2 separate regions of the Macaca mulatta genome follow, and region 2 is linked to region 1. A link is a contact called in public Hi-C data. All regions are on one chromosome and are shown on one strand. Each heading gives the region's core, a stretch centred on a gene start, on an enhancer-like site or on the middle of the called end of the contact. The rest is flanking DNA. Distances are from core to core; before and after follow the strand shown.

Region 1 (2,700 bases), core at 201-2,700:
CACACACACACACACACACACACACACACACGTTCCTAAGTTAGAAACAAGCATCACATGAAAAGGTAGCAAACAAAGAATAAAAGCCCAGTGGAACGATAGTGAAATATTTATTTAAAACAACAAAATAGTATTTTAATCCTGAGATTCTCTACCCACCACATAATATTCATATTCTTTGCATCCAATAGAGGTTTTCTTCTCTGTGGTCTTTAGGGCTACCACTTTCATTGTCTATTCGCTGATGTGGTGGGGGCGGGGCGGAGGGGGGCGGCGGGGAAGGGCGTTTCCCTGGTCCTGACCATCAGGGTACCCTGGGGCTCACAAAGTGGGCTTTCTCCCTCGCTGAACGAGCAGCGCGCGCACACACACACACACACACACACACACACACACACACACACGACCATCAGGGTACCCTGGGGCTCACAAAGTAGGCTTTCTCCCTCGCTGAACGAGCAGCACGCACGCACACACACACACACACACACACACACACACTTCAGTCGGTCAGGGCAGGGCGTCCCCAGACCAGACATTAAAGAGTTTGTCAAGTGAATTGTGATTTTGCTCAAGAGAAAAAAAAAAAGGTCATCTTAATTATAATAGCGAAGAAAACCCTTTTGGAGCCTACAGTTCCGCAATGATGAAAAGTTTTTTTTAAGTCAGCTCCTGACAGAGGAGGTTTAGTGAGGGCGAACCCCGCCCAGTGGCTCCAACGCCATAGAAGCCAGAAACAAACAACCCCGCCCCTGCGCCGCCCTGACACCCGCTGCCGGGGGCTCCAGTAGAAACTCACCATGTTTCCCCGGGAATGTGTGGTTATCTTTCCAAAACGCCAACGACCGCGAGGGGTCTTCCCACGCTAACCCCAGGCTGCGCTTTGTTCCCGTTCCCCCTCCCACATCCCCCAGCTCGCCCAACGCCCCCGCTCTTTTTGGGTGCCTCCTCCTCTCCCGGTCCCCAGAGAACGAGGCGAGACAGAAAGGGGCCCCTCGGCGTCTGCGAAACCGTGCGCACAGACACTGGACCCAGCCGGGACGCCCGAGACCCCTCGGTTGCGGCAGACGGGCTGCCCGCGACCCCGAAAGGCTGTAGGACAACACAGGCGCCCAGGCGCCGCCTTTGTTCCTCCCCAGCGCTCTGCAGCGCCCTGGGCGCAGTCCTGGCCGGGTTCCTGCACCCGCACTGCGGCGGCGGCGGAGCTGGAGGATTTGGGGTAAAGCTAAACCTCACAAAACACACCACCACCCTCGCCCAGAGAGCTTACGAAAGAAAAGAGCTTAAAGATTTTCCAAGCAGAGCCTGGGGGCGCTGACTCCACCCAACGGCCACAAAGAGCCAAAGCCGATTCTCACCATGGTTGCTGCTTCGCGACTGCAGAGCAGATGGCGGAGACAAGGAGGAGAAGGTTGTTGCTTCTTACAGCGCGACTCTTAGGCGGTCGATGTAAGAGAACCTGCGGCACATGGGCGGATGCGGCTCCATATATACAACTCGGTCACCATGGGGATGGGCCGGGGCCTGTTCCTGTTGGTCCAGACCCCCAATCTGCCCAGAGAAGCCAGGACAGGAGACTGGTGATTGGTGCAAACGACGTGGGATGAGGTAATCTCTCCCCCACCCCTTTTTCTCTAGCATCCGTAGACTGTTTGCATCCTTTAGACAAAGAGACCGTGCAGAAGCATTCTGCCGAGCATCCATTATGGGGTGGGGTCGGGGAGGGGCGGAAGAAGAAAGGGGACTGGGGTTGGAAGACTTTATGTTGCTTAAACCCCAAAATGCAGTTAAAATTATCTATGTGAGGTTTTTTCCCCCTACCCTTAATAACAGATTTATGTTCAGATTAAATATTTAAAGGAAAATTACTGCCAGCCCCTCCCTCGCAGTATATTAAACTCGACTACATTTTGTTAGGGTTCAATATCTCTAATTGCTTTAAAAATAAAGTGGGAGAGAAAATGGGCGTAATGCTCAAAACGGTCTGGGTAATTGTGATTTTTTTTAATTTAAAAAAAACATTTAGTCATACAGTCATTCAAAATGGCTTCTCAGGTTCAACTAACTTATTTTCAGAGCTTCTTTTGCAGGCACATGCACACTCGAATAGCTAAATAAAACTGGAAGATGGAAATAATAACCATACTAAATAAAGAAGCGAACAAATAGTTCTAACATGGCAATAATCAACAGCAAGTGCACGTAGAGTAGTTATAATAGTTTACTAGAGGTATTCCTTTATGAGAAGTCTATGTAACACATTTTGTGTGGTGCATTGTCCTTTGGAATGAATCATCTTTCCTGATATAAAATTGGGAAAATACAAGGAGAAATAATTGAGCTCAGAAGTTAGTACTACATGTGTGCAGTTACATATCTGCACTGGACTTTTGTCTGGAAAGTAACAAGCAAAATAATAGTAATAACCAAGACACCAAATTAAAAAGAAGAAGAGAATAATATAATGTAAAAAGAAGACTATTTTGCAATGTTGCCTCCATCTACAGACAACTGTGAAACATCAGCTCAATAACTGCATTTACTTTTTATGCAGTTCTTATGTCAATTTGGTAAATATCCTCCTGCGAGTGGGCTTCTGACTGTGGGAATTTTAGCCAGCCTCACACCCTTGCTATTCAACTAGAGACTCTGGTGGTTGCTCAGTTGCCCCTTGGGACAAAAAGGCTTTGCTTTCACCCC
Region 2 (2,790 bases), core at 125-2,624, 39 kb after region 1:
CAGTAAATTCAGGGAAGCATTTCTAAACATATGGTCCTTTGGCTGGGCATGGGGGCTCACACCTGTAATCCCCACTTTGGGAGGCTGAGGTGAGCAGATCACCTTAGGTTAGGAGTTCAAGACCAGCCTGGTCAACATGATGAAACCCTGTCTCTACTAAAAATACAAAAATTAGCCAGGTATGGTGGTGGGCACCTGAAGTCCCAGCTACCCAGGAGGTTGAGGCGGGAGAATCGCTTGAACCTAGGAGGTGGAGGTTGCAGTGAGCTGAGATGGAGCCACTGCACTCCAGCCTGGGCAACAGAGTGAGACTCTACCTCAAAAAAATAAGAAAAATAAAAATAAAAATACAGTCCTTGGATGAGGAAAATTCTTTCCTCAGAGAAAGAGAGTCCTTTCCTGGCCAATATAGTTAATTATCAAGCATAGGATAAATTAGAGAAAGGCAGGTTTGTGACAAAACTGATCAGAAGCCGTTTGCATAGTGCTAGGTGTTAAACATCTATTAGCTAATTTCATGACACTGTCATGTGACTTCTCACTTTTCATCTGTGTTTTTTAATCTTCCAAGAAAAGTAATCAGACTAGATGATCTCTAAGATCACTTCCCATTCTATCATTTCATTGTCTGGTTCTTACCTAATACCAATATAATGTGTGTTTGAGATGGTGAAGGTTCAGGAGTTCTTGGCGACATTTCACAGACAGGAAACAGGGCAGCGGGGCACGGGGTTTGCTTCAGATCCGTGGATCCTTGCTGAGCTCTGCTTCATTAAGTGATCAATATTTCCTGGCTCCTGGGTGGAACTGCAGTTACATTTCCCTTTGGAAAAGCTGGTCTGTTTTTCCCAATAGGCCTGCAGAAAAAAACCAAGGCTGGCCGGGTGCGGTGGCTCATGCCTGTAATCCTAGCACTTTGGAAGGCCAAGGCAGGCGGATGACCTGAGGTCAGGAGTTCGAGACCAGTTGTCAACATGGTGAAACCCCGTCTCTACTAAAAATACAAAAAATTAGCTGGGCGTGGTGGCACACGCCTGTAATCCCAGCTACTCAGGGGGCTCAGGCAGGAGAATCGCTTGAACCCGGGATGTGGAGGTTGCAATGAGCCGAGATCTTGCCATGGTGCTCCAGCCTGGGCAACAGAGCAAGACTCTGTCTCAGAAAGAAAAAAACCAGGGTCAGAGTATTGTTATGAAAAATACAACAGCACCACTTATTCTACTCCCACAGCCTACCTAGGCTTTGAAGCTCATAGTATTGAGAGTAAGAAAACTCAGAGGTGCTAAGACTGCCAGTCTTAGGCTGGAGGAGAAGAGGAATAGATGTGAAGCTGCTAAGGAGCAATTTCAGTGATCTGTGGACTAGGATGGAGGAGGGGGCAGGGACCTGATCCCAAGGGCACAATGACAAGGTCAGCCTCATCTCTTCTCTCTGTTCTTGGCAACAGCCAGTCTAGCCAGAAAGAGCAATCTGTCAAATCTAATTAGAGTAGAAGAAAGTGAACAATGGGCGCCCAGCTCTAAAATGACAGCCTGTTCAATGGGGTGGAGAAGCTCGGGAGGGATGAGTGCTTTGTGTGCTTGGAATTAGATCCTTCAAATGGATCCTTTCTGAACTCCAACTGCACATCTCTAACTGGATTCTTATTTACTTCACCAGGACTCTTCAGCTCCCTACGCCTTTTAACACATGCACATTCAGCCAAAGCAGAGGAGAACCTGGCTGTGATTCAAAGGTAAGGCTGGAATAGTAATGTAATGTAAATAGTTTCATCATGCATGGCTTGGACATGGTACTGTGTGCATGCAACTGATATTTATGAATTTGTTCCTATTTCTTGTTTCATGTTTAATTATATTGGTGGCATTAGTGTTTATCTTATTATTTCTGCAATTCTTTTCATTATAAGGCTTATTATTGGAATCTTGAAATTTCAGAGCAGCCTGAAGTTTTATTAGGACCACAGATAAGCATATTTTAAGATGCAATACACATTAATTATATTTTTATCTTATACTTTAAATGGCCTCTCTGATTTGGATATTTTAGTTTTTGAATCAAAAGTGGGTTGCACAGGGAAGAGGCATATTTTATAAATGGAATCAAATGAGCATATCCCTTAAAATAAATGCATGAATACAGGCTATTGAAGCTTAAAGCCATGCATCTGCAGAATCTGAAGTCTCAAATTACAGAGGCCTATCTATTATCAGCAAATATTATACTAAAGACTAACGGTTTACTAATTTTACTCTACTTCAGTGTGGGATACTCAGACATCTTAAAGGTGTGAGGAAAAACAATTCTGTGAAGTGGGATGCAGAGAATGGGAAGAGAGTAGGCGCTAACACAATCTGCAGTTTACAAGTCTCTGTCCCCCAGGTTTGGATGGTCTTTCCTATGCATTATCTCATTTAATCCTCAGGGCACCCTGTGAAGTGTGTTACTATCCTCTCCACTCTGCAGATGAGGAAACTAAGGCCCTGAGAAACTAGTCCAAGGTTACAGAGAAAGGCAGTCGGGCCTTGAACCCAGGTGGTCTGCTTCCAAGTCTATTGAACTTCTCAGGAATCTATTTCTGGTAGACACAGGAGACATTAAATTTTAAAAAATCATTAAAGTATTAATAATGTCAACATGAGGACACTCCTCTAATCTATTGGCCTTCCCTGGACATGAAGGAGGCGGTGGATTTCAGCTTGGTGTATTTGTATCACTTTCCCCACTTTACTGCATGTTGCGAACCTTTATCTTTTTTTTTTTTTTTTGACACAGAGTCTTGCCCTGTTG

The links. Hi-C and Micro-C count contacts between places; a contact is called where the count stands out from the background.
Region 2: a contact with region 1 is called in a Hi-C map of fetal cortex germinal zone, with 5 times the contacts expected there. The contact joins the promoter of LOC710110 here to the promoter of TUBA1A in region 1. A contact is called at or near these places in 5 of 14 Hi-C or Micro-C datasets (blood, cortical neurons, fetal cortex germinal zone and 2 more).

Annotation. Positions count from the first base shown.
Region 1 is chr11:56,352,887-56,355,586 of T2T-MMU8v2.0, forward strand. It overlaps TUBA1A (tubulin alpha 1a), which reads right to left and starts at 1,451. Exons shown (of 4, transcript NM_001195391.1): 1 at 1,359-1,451. The coding sequence starts at 1,361. It overlaps LOC144332844 (a long non-coding RNA gene), which reads left to right and starts at 1,188. Exons shown (of 4, transcript XR_013401030.1): 1 at 1,188-1,608.
Region 2 is chr11:56,391,765-56,394,554 of T2T-MMU8v2.0, forward strand. LOC710110 (tubulin alpha-1C chain) reads left to right here and starts at 1,375. Exons shown (of 5, transcript XM_028829447.2): 1 at 1,375-1,411; 2 at 1,660-1,735. The coding sequence starts at 1,404.